2 separate regions of the Mus musculus genome follow, and region 2 is linked to region 1. A link is a contact called in public HiChIP or PLAC-seq data. All regions are on one chromosome and are shown on one strand. The core of a region is the stretch at or near the end of the contact, and the rest is flanking DNA. Distances in the headings are between cores, read along the strand shown.

What was found. HiChIP or PLAC-seq counts read pairs in DNA pulled down with a chosen protein or histone mark.
Region 2: an H3K27ac HiChIP or PLAC-seq map of microglia shows a contact between it and region 1, with 6 times the contacts expected there. The contact joins two enhancer-like sites. A contact is called at or near these places in 4 of 39 promoter capture datasets (the HPC-7 cell line, embryonic stem cells, liver and 1 more) and 1 of 115 datasets of contacts at active chromatin or transcription factors (microglia).

What each region holds. Positions count from the first base shown.
Region 1 is chr13:43,774,050-43,780,129 of GRCm38.p6, reverse strand. No RefSeq gene overlaps it. Among named protein-coding and RNA genes, the nearest start is that of Cd83, 8.0 kb to the left of the region's middle. Within about 2 kb of position 2,884, at least 42 of the 459 cell types and tissues checked have an H3K27ac peak or open chromatin away from gene starts, as enhancers often do. A contact at or near this core is called in microglia, where this site is marked.
Region 2 is chr13:45,028,243-45,034,609 of GRCm38.p6, reverse strand. No RefSeq gene overlaps it. Among named protein-coding and RNA genes, the nearest start is that of Gm23104, 5.1 kb to the right of the region's middle. Within about 2 kb of position 3,174, at least 60 of the 459 cell types and tissues checked have an H3K27ac peak or open chromatin away from gene starts, as enhancers often do. A contact at or near this core is called in microglia, where this site is marked.

The DNA.
Region 1 (6,080 bases), core at 1,635-4,134:
TTTCTGACTCTAGAAGAAGGAAAACCAAAGTGTGGATACTTCGTTCCTTCTTAGAATGGGGAACAAAATACCCATGGATGGAGTTACAGTGACAAAGTTCAGAGCAGAGCCTGAAGGAATGACCATCCAGAGTCTGCCCCACTTGGGGATCCACCCCATAAACAATCACCAAACCCAGACACTAGGCACATGCCAACAAGAGTCTGCTGACAGGAGCCTGAAATAGCTGTCTCCTGCGAGGCTCAGCCAGTGCCTGACAAATACAGAAATGGATGCTCACAGTCATCCATTGGACGAAGCACAAGGTCCCCAATGAAGGAGCCAGAGAAATACCCAGGGAGCTGGAAGGGTCTGAAGCCCCATAGGAGGAACATCAATATGAACTAATGAGTACCCTCAGAGCTCCTTGGAACTAAACCACCAATCAAAGAAATCACATGGTGGAACTTATGGCTCTAGCTATATTTGTAGCAGAGGATGGCCTAGTCAGTCATCAATGGGAGGAGAGGCCCTTGGTCCTATAAAGGCTCTATGCCCAGTGTAGGGGAGTGCCAGGACCAGGAATCAGAGTGGGTGGGTTAGGGAGCAGCGGGAGGCAGAAGGGGATGGGGGATTTTCGGAGAGGAAACTAGGAAAGGGGATAACATTTGAAATGTAAATAAAGAAAATATCAAATTAAAAAAAAAACTGTTTCTGATGAAGGGTTTTCCATGTGAAGCATTTCCGGTGCAACTTGGGTCCACATTCCGGTGAAAGCATTTCCCTGAATGTTTCTTCACACTTCACACCAGAGAGGAGTTGATCTTTGCTTTCACTGGGAAGGAACAGGAAAAGTGAGCAGAAAGAAAGAGCTTCATGCCCTTTGGAAACCACTGACTGCTTCTTCCTACTTAGTTATGAAGAAAAAAACCTCACTCATCCGCAAGCGTTGTGGTTACACCAACACTGCCAAGGGCAGATTCTTGTTAACCTCGGGTGAAACCCCAAGCTAGTCTGTTCCCTTCACTGCCTATGCTGAAACCCTTGGGAGGTTTGTTGTTGTTTTGTTTTGTTTTGTTTTGTTTTGTTTTGTTTTGTTTTGTTTTCTCTCAGAAAGCACAGCAGGAAGACGTGTTTAAAATTTTAATTTAATTTTTACTGCTTGCTGTTTCAGGCTCTGGTCGGTTTGGATGTCAGGAGAGAAAGTTCTAGAACAGTGTTTCTCAACCTGTTGGTCATGATCCCATTGGCAAACCACTAGCTCCAAGAACAATTTACATTACAATCCATAACAGTAGCAAAATTACAGTTATAAAGTAGCAATGGAATAACTTCATGGCTGGGGTTGGGGGGGGGGTCACCACAACATGAGGAACTGTATTAAAGGGTTGTGGTATTAAGAAGGTTGAGAAACAACCTTATTCCCAAATTCAAAGTTTCCCTCTTAGGAGCTGAAGAAGGAGCATGGGGGTACAAAGAAAGAGAATAATAAGTAAGCCATGGTTTGGGGGGGTAAGGGAAAGGATGGGGAGAAAAAGGAAATGAGAGTAAGGTTTGCCTTTTAAGCAAAATCCTCTCTGGAGGGGAAAACGTGGGTGGTCCTCAGATGTCCCCAGATGTCCCCAGATGCTGAGCTCATCAGAAACCTGTAACTGGGCTTGAGGCTGCCAAGGCGCAGTTTCCCTGAAGGCTGCCGCTGTCCCACTGCTGTGGGTATGGGGGGGGGTAGTTAACCCCCTATGCTCCTGACCCCACTGTCCACCCCCAACACTGTCTTCTTAGTCTCAAGGATGAGGAAGTCTCATAAAAGGGAGCTAGGAGGTTCCCCTTTGCCCCAAGTTTGCCTCCTGAGGGGACTTCTCTGAGGTAGGAAGAACACTTAAGTCAGCTTAGCCAACAAAGATTCCACTCGCCGGGGGCTTTTGTAAACACCCTCCAACCACTTACACTTTAACACCAGGATGCCCACAGGCCTTGAGAAGAGGCTGAGAGGGAAGCCAAAGCGTGGGCCTGTAAGCCATGGTTTTTAGTCAAATTTCCCCACTAGGTTTTCCCCTCAAGGTTAATTCTTAGTCACCCTGTACTTTCCAAAGAGGGGCTTATTTATTAACTGATAGGGCTGAAGAAATGAATAGAAATAACTTTTATTTCCAGAATCTTTCTTTTTGACCTTTTTTTTTTTTCCTTGAGAATCTAGTAACACTTGGAAACACTGCTGGCCATTGTCTGAGGAGGAGCGGCAGCACTGGGATGATTTCAGGGTGGAGCGTGTGGTCATCTGGCCTGTCACACACAAACACAAGGCAGAGAAACTTGCCTCAGGCCTGACTCTAGGGGCCTGTGGGAGGGAAGGCTCACCTGTTCAGCTTCTCCGCTGAGCCACATAGCCCTCTAAAGACCAGGCGAAGGAGCTTTCCACTGAATGAGTGTTTGTGAATGTTGACCCTGGGTGGTGGGGGAAGGGGGTTGGGAGATTTGGGGGGTATTGTGGGGGCCCCTCTCTCTAGAATCTGTATGGCCTGAATCACAGACCCAGCTTCCTCTTTTGCTCAAGTCTGTTCAAATGTCACTTTCCCAGAAATGTCTTTTACTTTAGTGTGTGCGTCAGGGGGAAGGGCACCTTCTGAGGCTTCAGAAGGAGTCAGATTGACCCGCCCCCCTGGAGCTAGAGTAACAGGCAGTTGTGTACCCCAGTGATGCGGGTCCTCTGGAATCAGGAAAAAGCCCTCGTTACCATGGAGCCATCTCTTCAGCCCCAGAAGTGGCTTTCCTAAGTGCGCCACTTGAAAAGCTGATCCTCACTGCCTCCCTTTGGTGTGTTGACCCTCAGTTATCCTCACAGTCTCGCCTCTCACACATTCCTCTGCGTGTGTGGACTCTGTCTTCACTAGAATTCACAGCTGTGTCTTCCTCACCCCGCCTCAACTAGTTTCAGATCCTAGAACAGCACCAGGCACACGGAGAATGCTCAGTGATGGACAGAAAGTGAGCAGAGAAGTCCTTGGGAGGCCGGGGTGTGTGGCAGTTTATAGCTCCATCTCCACCCTTCCATGTTTCCGTGTGACACTGTTAATGCCATCTGCAAAGTCAGAGACTAGGACAGAACACTAGACCACATTTGAGAGGGTCCCTCAAACCCAGCCCTTCACATGCTAACTCACTGCAAGGATACTCAGAAAGCACCGAAGACTGTTATATCCATGAGTCCAGCTGCTCACGGTGAAGGGTTACAGGATAAAGGGTACAGTGAAGGAAGGTTGCATAGTACCTAGTCCAGAGGAGGAGAGAACGTGGAACTCCAGGAGTCTTCTGCCTGTGGAGCCATAGGTGGCATTGCTCGTCCTGGCCATGAGGTATGACAATTTATGTAGCATGCCACCAACCAGGGAGACACCCAAGCCTCGGAATTCAGTATTTTGAAGGTGGTTGAATCCCATCTACCCATATAATTGACCTTTGATTTTGAGTCTTCAAAAAATGTAATTGATAGTACCATTCTACCAAATTCTTTCATCATAAACAAATGACTATTCTGTTCAGGGGTCAAATCCCCAGACAGACAGCTTTCCAGGCAATGAAATTCCAAGGATCCACCAATCATCTACAGGTAGACAAAAGACAAGACAAGAGAAGGTACGCCTCTCTACACGAATGCCATCTAACCCAACAGTTGTGGGCAGAAATGTGATCCCAGTATCTGACCTTGAGTTTGGTCATTTGACTTGCTGGCCATAGAAAATGGTAGAAATCACTGTGTGTTGATTTCTCTCTGGTGCCTCTGCCTTTACCATGGGAAGAAGATTCCCTGGACAGCTACCAGTCCAAGAAGATCATGAGACGCCCAGGAAGACAGTCACTTAGCCACCCCCAAGCTGAGCTCAGCCCATAGCTGACCTTCAGCCCATAGGCTGAGTGCCTGAGCCAACTGAATGTCTTCTTCTGAGTGCTAAGATCTGTGGCTTGTTGCATCCCAGTATAGACAAATAAAATGAACTCCTTTGCATGTCTATAACCGTCTTCTGTGAGTTTGCACTTCTGGTCATCCTGAAGACAGAACAGTTGGAACACAAATTGACGAGGTTTGGTTGGAAGTGGGTGATGTGGTTTAGACAGGGTTTGAGAGTGTCCTAGAGAGCTCAGGTGTTCACAGCTTGGTCCCCAGTAAGGTGATGGATGCTAAGGCATGTTGGAACCTCTAAGATGAGAGGCCTGGTGGGAAGTGATTGCTTGGCTGAAGGTTCTCTTCCAGGATAAAGCTAATGAGATGCTCTCAGGACCCTAGTGAATTCTCATTTGAGCTGCTGTAAGGGTGCTTGCCCAGAGCTGGGCATCCTACCTCATGCCTGCAAATCCTAGTATTTAGGAGTTCAGGGCAAACCTGGGCTACAGAGTGAATTGGCTGGACTCTGGGTCAGATCTTGTTTCAAAACAAACTAAAGAAAGCCAGTCAGCAAAGACGAAAGAAAGAAAGAAAGAAAGAAAGAAAGAAAGAAAGAAAGAAAGAAAGAAAGAAAGAAAGAAAGAAAGAAAGAAAGAATGTGTACAAGCCCCTGGATCAACCTCCTAGGCTCCAACTTGCTTCATGGTTTCTCACTTTCTCATGTGCTTCTGCCAGGATGTGGTTGACCCAGACAAAGGAGTCCCGACCAGAGACCAGATCAGGGGGATTCCCCTAATCTTGGACTTTCTTGGACTCCAAAATTGTGAGTTTCAATGAACTGTCCCCACCCCCTTCAAAGTTAACTAGCCTCTGTTCACTAGCAAAGTGAGTCACGCTTTTATTTTATTGCAGCAACAGAAAAGGGCCTCCGAGACAAGGAAGACAATATGAGTAAATAACACCAGTTGACAATGAACGTGGTTCTGTAAGAAGAGAGCAGCAGTGAGTCATGCGGACTATGGGAAACTGAGAAGCCACAGCCTACCTGAAAGAAACAGCCACTCCTGGGCTCTAGCCAAGTGCGGGTAGCATCTTCAATAGTGAGGCCTGAATGAAAAGGACGATATGACTACTCTCAGGTATTGTTGATGAGAAGGCTTGATTACAGACGTGAGGGAGAGCCCAGCCAGAGGCATCTGGAAGGGTCTAGGCTGCACTGGGCCATGAGAAGAGAGCAAGAAGATAAGAGAGAAAGAGAAGTCGGGACAAGCTGACTGAGAGAGGAGCCAGCAGCACACGAAGAGAAGCAAACCAAGAGACTAAGGGACCACGAGGGCACGAAATGACTGAGTCACATAGTCATCTGAAGCTGGATGGAAGAGAAGACCAGCCCCTTGGCTGGAGAGGTTTAGGCTAGGGGGCAGGGTGAGAAGTGCTGAGAGGAGCCACAGGTACTGAGGGATGCTGGGAGAAATGGCCAGCAACTGTTCTGATCTATTAATAGGCACCCCAGTTAGCCATTTGTTCCTGGTTCCTTTGAAACCTAAGAGATGCCAAATCTTCCAAAAGATTTGGTTTGTTAAGAGCAGCCGAAAATAGAGATTTTTTTAATGAAATATCTTAAACGCTACAAATAACTCAAAACATTGCACTAGACAAACACACCCATCCAAGCCTGTCAGCAAGCAACTTTTCCTTCAGATCATGATGTGCAAAATGGGGTGACACACGGCTTCTGTGGGTTGTTAAAGAAAGCACCCTCGAGGTTCAGGCAGCATGGGGGTGGGGGTGGGATGAGAGGAACCCACGGCCTCATGCAGGGCTCTGTGATGAGAGTCATCTGAAAGTGACAACTAGACTACTCGGAAATGGGCCATAATAAATGCACGCCAAAGAGATTTCTGCAGCTCTTGGCCTGCAGCCATCTCCGTCACGGCTTCATTGAGACACTTAAGGATTAGGAAATGACTCATTAACATTTTTGTCTTTGAAATGTAGCATTCATGAGAATCCAGCACGGCACAAAGCCTCTGTCATCGTTGTTTACAGACAGCTCTCAGTGGGATGAGGATGCTGTGGAACCTCACAGTCCCTTAGGAACCACAAAGCGGGATGGTACCTAGATTGGGTAAGGTGGAGTCACCGCTACCAAAGCCCCGCTCTCTCCCCAATAGAGCGCCACCCCAGGTGCTCACCCTCTTCATGTTTGCATGGTAACAAA
Region 2 (6,367 bases), core at 1,925-4,424, 1.3 Mb before region 1:
ACAACTTCTTTTTGAAGCACACAACATTGCTATCAATTACATTTTGTTATTTCCATTCTATAGACGAAAAAAACAGAGATTCAAGAGCCTGGAGCTGGGATTCCCTATGTCTGTCTTGTTCCAGGATCTGGGCATGCTTGCTGTATCTTTATTTAATTTAATGTGTGCATTGATGGGGAACCACATGTATGGAGGGCAGAGGATGACTTTTGGAAGTCAATTTTCTCCTTCTACCATGTGGGTCCCAGGGATCAAACCCAGATTGTCAGAATTGGTGGCAAGCACCTTCACCTACTGAGCCAGCTCTGATAGACATTTTGTTTTCAACAAAAAGTGCACAGAAACATATCACATCTGTAAGGGGACCCCTCAGAATCGGTAGAGAACACACTCAGACACCGAATTCTCAGCACAAAGGAGATTTATTATCTCAGAGGGACGATCGAGAGTCGGGGTTGGGAGTGGGGGTGGGGAGGTGCTTTTTGCAGGAGTGGACAAAAGGGGAGAAGAAAAAGGAAGTCTGTGCTGAGGGGCGTTGGGTGAGTCCTGACGGGCAGATTAGCCAGGGCAGCCAAATAATAAATCTTGATCGCTGGACTATGGTTCTTAGTTTCGGGAATGAGTCAGTAGACTCGTAAGGGCCTAGACCTTGGGGGCTGGCTTTAGAAATGTACTTTAAAAGGTTAAACAAGGGAGAGGGAAGGAGAGAGGGCAACACCTGGGTGGGGGGGTGGGGCATGTCTGTCATGCTTGAGCCTGTTAGAGACCCCTTGAATGTCCGAAACAGAACAAGCCCCATAAAGTTCACTATCCTGTTACTTATGCCTTCAAAGTGTATCACCGACCTAGCCCAAGCGCACCAGCCAGTCGCTCCCCAGAATCCCACATTGCCAACTCTCACTGTTCTCTTTTGTAACCGGGTTTGATGTGCCTGAATGGTTGTTTTCCTTGCAAACCGTCTAGTGTGTTTTGGAAACCTTTGCCTTTCTCAGAAATCTCTCTCCAACATAAATTAACCATAGACCTGTAGGGTACCTCACGGTAGAATTTTAAGAGCAGCGTGGGTTCGCCCCAGGCTCGTAGTTTTAAGGTCGAATTGTGATGGGGTTCAGGACATAACAAAATACAGCATCTTAGCATTAAGAAAACAACAGAAATGGTTTGGTTGAGAAATGTCCCATATAGATTAGTGATCTGCAGGCTCAGCCCATAAATGACGGAGGTTTTTTAAGAGGTGGGAATTTAAGGGGCGGGAACTAGTTAGAAAAATAGTCAGGGTAGGGGGTTAGGTCTCTGGTAGTGTGTGTGTCTGTGTGTGTCTGTGTGTGTCTGTGTGTGTGTGTGTGTGTGTGTGTGTGTGTGTGTGAGAGAGAGAGACCTTCCTATGTTGATCAAGCTGGATTGGAACTTGCTGACATCTGCTTGCTTCTGCCTTCCAAGTACTGGACTAAAAGTATGACCGGCCACGCACAATCCACGCATACTCTTACTAGCTGCCTCTGTGATGTAAACAGCCGCCCTCTACTCCTGGTACATGATGTTCTGCTTAAGTCTTTGGTGCTGTGATGGAGACCAGTAAGTACGGACTGCACCCTATGAAACCATGAGCCAGAATACATCCTCCTCCTTTATTCCCAAAAGGTATTTGGCTAGCACGATGATAAAGTAACTAACAGAGCAGGAAACTCTTTCTCCCCCGACCCCCTTCCATCCTGAAACAGATCTCAAGTCCTTCATTTGATAGGCGTTCTTCCTACACTGGAGGTAAAGGAGCACCCTTCTCTCCAAAGCTCCAGGGCCACTGAGAAGTGTCTGAGTTCTCCCAGCCTATCAGCCTCAGATCACATCCTTTTGAGCAATCATACCTCTACATAAGTGCCTACAAGATTACAGTATCTCAGTGATGGGGCGTGGCCCAATGGATAAAGTAATTAGTGAGCAAGCCTGAGGGTCTGAGGTCAGATCTCTTGCACCTATATCTCACCCAGAGGCAGACAAGAGGAAATCGGGGGCTCGCTGGTCAGCTAATCTGGGCTAAACAGCAAGTTCCAGGTTGGTGAAGAGATCTTGTCTCAAAAAAGTAAAATGGAGCAGGATAGAAGAAGATACTCAGAGATGCCTTCACAGAGAGAGACAGAGACACAGAGAGACAGAAAGAGACAGAGACAGACACACACACAGAGACAGAGAGAGGCACACACACACACACACACACACACAGATAAAAACAACTTCTCTCATTCTTTGGGCCTTTGTTTCTGGTCTCCCAGGTCACACACACACACACACACACAAAATCAATTTGTTATACTGTTCTCTTGTTAATCTGTTGTAAGTCTCCAATCGAAATCTAGTGATGGGAGGAGAGAGAAATCTCTTCCTCCACAACTGTCTACTGGGGTCGGGAAAAGTATGCATGTCCTGTGCAATATTTTGGGTGTGACTAAAGGGTATTTGCTCTTTGCCGGGAATCTAAATGTAAGTGGGCATCCTGCCCCTCATCTGCCAGGCCTCTTCTGAGGAATGTGATAACACCGGTTGATACTAGCACACTAACTGTCAACAGCCCTGAAGGGAGATTAGCCATTTTGTGGCATTTTCTCCTCTGTCAGGGGTTCACTCCGTGACTTTGAACTTTAACAGCTGTGGCTTTCTTGTTTTTAAAAAAACGAGGACCATAAAGACTTCCTCAAAAGTGTTAAGTCCTTTAAGGGGACGTAGTGTATGCACTGAGGGAGGCTGAGAGCTGAGCGGGGAGCGGTGTCAGCAGACTGAGGACAGCTTGGGTTACAGGATGTCAAGCCAGCCTGGGCTGTAGAATAAGACTTTTTCTCAAAAACAGAAAAAGAAAAAAAAGAAAAAGAAAACAGAAAAAAAAAGTTAAATAGCCTCATTTATTATAGCAGAATAGCTTGCATATAGGCATGATAGGCCAAGAAATAACACAATTCACACATCAGTTCTAGATGCGGATGAACCTCAAGAAACCCTAAAAACCCAAGCAACCAGTCTTCCCCAGTATCTGCCTCTGAAATGCAGAGCCGAGAATCTTGCTTCCTAGGAGAAGGCGTTTAGCCCAAACGTGTCAGAGTTCTATTTTAGAACTCCAGAGTCGGTATCAGGTCTGTCAGATGGAGTTTCCATCTCTTGCTCTCCCTGAAGAAACTGACTCACAGCAGGAAACGTTCCCGTGGAGGTCCTGATGGGGGTCACTCAACCTTGTCCCTAGCCCGCGGCTGTTTATCCTTTTTAGTTCCGTGTTCAGAAAAGTACACTGTCACTAGAAAACTTTAACATACAATTTTTTTTCTTTGACTTTATATTCTTTGTAGCCATGATAAATTCAGATGACCGAATTGAATCCCAAAAATGTAAACCTCCCGGATGTCTGCAGCAGGCCAGTGTCTTGAGGAAGACAGCAGCGTGCCCTTTCCTCTCTCAACCTCTCAAATGATGAATTCTTTCCCCCAGCTTCATGTGAGGAACAGTAGCAACAGCCAGAAGCCAGCAGCTGGTGACGGCAGCGTCCTTGGCAGCTGATGTGAGCTGCAGCGCCCCCTGCAGGCCCTCAGAGACGCAACGCGGTGTCAAGATCGCATCCTGGCTACCAGCTCTCAGGCTGCTGAGGTCTGCCCTCTGCTGACGATAGAGACTAACTACACTTTTTAAAACAACTTGTCTTTCTCAGTGCAAGGGACCCCATTCAGATAAGGTGCCCTTTACGCGTGGGTGGGAGACCAAGTCTCTACTTTGGATTTCTGCAATCTAAATTCATGGACCCCTCGGTATCACAAAAACAAAAACAATACACACAAATGAACCTACGTTCAAGTCTTGTCTCTTATGATTTTTTTTGGTCCAATTTTGAGATTTATGAAATGATGAGAGCAAATGGGAATTTTCACAAGATTGGAATTGCATGGTGGAGAGAGAGAAATGGATCGTCAAAAACAGCCGTAAGGTTAAACAGGTGTGAATGCGGGATAAATAGGTGTTCGGCGTTGTTCTCAGTGCAGAAACACTGTGCACTGGCTGGGTTTTGTGTGCCAAATTGACACAAGCTGGAGTTATCACAGAGAAAGGAGCCTCCCTTGAGGAAATGCCTCCATGAAATCCAGCTGAAAGGCATTTTCTCAATTAGTGATCAAGGAGGGAGGGCCCAGCCCATTGTGGGTGGTGCCATCCCTGGGCTGGTAGTCCTGTGTTCTATAAGAAAGCAAGCTGAGCAAGCCAGGGGAAGCAAGCCAGTAAGCAGCACCCCTCCATGGCCTCTGCATCAGCTCCTGCCTCCAGGTTCCTGTCCTGTGTGAGTTCCTGTGCTGACTTCCTTTGGTGATGAACAGCCATGTGGAAGTATAAGCTGAATAAACCCTTTCCTCCCCAACTTGCTTCTTGGTCATAATGTTTTGTGCAGGAATACAAACCCTGACTAAGAAACACTGCTCTATATTAACAGTTCTGTGATCCCAAGTTGAGGGTAAAAATGATGTTCAAGCAACCAGATCATTTAAACTATCCTGAGCTGTCTCAGAGTTCCAGGAAAACTTTTCAAAATATATCTCATGATGATGAGGACACAGAGAAACTGAAATCTGATACTTTCCTAATGAGATTATGAAACATTGCAAGTGCTGTGGAAATCAGTTTGGCATTACTTCCAAACATTTGATATAGAACCACTATATGCTTGAGCATTCTACTCTTATGTACATCCACCCCCACCCTCCACAAAGAAATGAAAAACGGGTCCATATACAAAAGCCTGAACATGAATAGTAGACAAAACAGCCACAAGATAACAATCCAAAGGCATAAGAAACAAGGATGTTGGTGGCTGGAGAGATGGCTCAGTGGTTAAGAGGATGGACTGCTCTTCCAAAGGTCTTGAGTTCAATTCCTAGCAACCACATGGTGGCTTTATTTATTTGTTTTTATGTATATATGCACACTGTAGCTGTACAGATGGTTGTGAGCCACCATGTGGTAGCTGGGAATTGAACTTAGGACCTCTGGAAGAGCAGTCCGTGCTCTTAACGGCTGAGCCATCTCTCCAGCCCCCAATTTTACAGTTTTTTTTTAAATTAGGTATTTAGCTCATTTACATTTCCAATGCTATACCAAAATTACCCACCCACCCCTACTCCCCTACCCGCCCACTCCCCCTTTTTGGCCCTGGCGTTCCCCTGTTCTGGGGCATATAAAGTTTGCGTGTCCAATGGGCCTCTCTTTCCAGTGATGGCCGACTAGGCCATCTTTTGATACATATGCAGCTAGAGTCAAGAGCTCCGGGGTACTGGTTAGTTCATAATGTTGTTCCACCTATAGGGTTGCAGATCCCTTTAGCTCCTTGGGTACTTTCTCTAGCTCCTCCATTGGGAGCCCTATGATCCATCCATTAGCTGACTGTGAGCATCCACTTCTGTGTTTGCTAGGCCCCGGCATAGTCTCACAAGAGACAGCTACATCTGGCTCCTTTCGATAAAATCTTGCTAGTGTATGCAATGGTGTCAGCGTTTGGATGCTGATTATGGGGTGGATCCCTGGATATGGCAGTCTCTACATGGTCCATCCTTTCATCTCAGCTCCAAACTTTGTCTCTGTAACTCCTTCCAAGGGTGTTTTGTTCCCACTTCTAAGGAGGGGCATAGTGTCCACACTTCAGTCTTAATTTTTCTTGAGTTTCATGTGTTTAGGAAATTGTATCTTATATCTTGGGTATCCTAGGTTTTGGGCTAATATCCACTTATCAGTGAGTACATATTGTGTGAGTTCCTTTGTGAATGTGTAACCTCACTCAGGATGATGCCCTCCAGGTCCATCCATTTGGCTAGGAATTTCATAAATTCATTCTTTTTAATAGCTGAGTAGTACTCCATTGTGTAGATGTACCACATTTTCTGTATCCATTCCTCTGTTGAGGGGCATCTGGGTTCTTTCCAGTTTCTGGCTATTATAAATAAGGCTGCTATGAACATAGTGGAGCATGTGTCCTTCTTACCAGTTGGGGCATCTTCTGGATATATGCCCAGGAGAGGTATTGCTGGATCCTCCGGTAGTACTATGTCCAATTTTCTGAGGAACCGCCAGACGGATTTCCAGAGTGGTTGTACAAGCCTGCAATCCCACCAACAATGGAGGAGTGTTCCTCTTTCTCCACATCCTCGCCAGCATCTGCTGTCACCTGAATTTTTTATCTTAGCCATTCTGACTGGTGTGAGGTGGAATCTCAGGGTTGTTTTGATTTGCATTTCCCTGATGATTAAGGATGTTGAACATTTTTTCAGGTGCTTCTCTGCCATTCGGTATTCCTCAGGTGAGAATTCTTTGTTCAGTTCTGAGCCCCATTTTTAATGGGGTTATTTGCTTT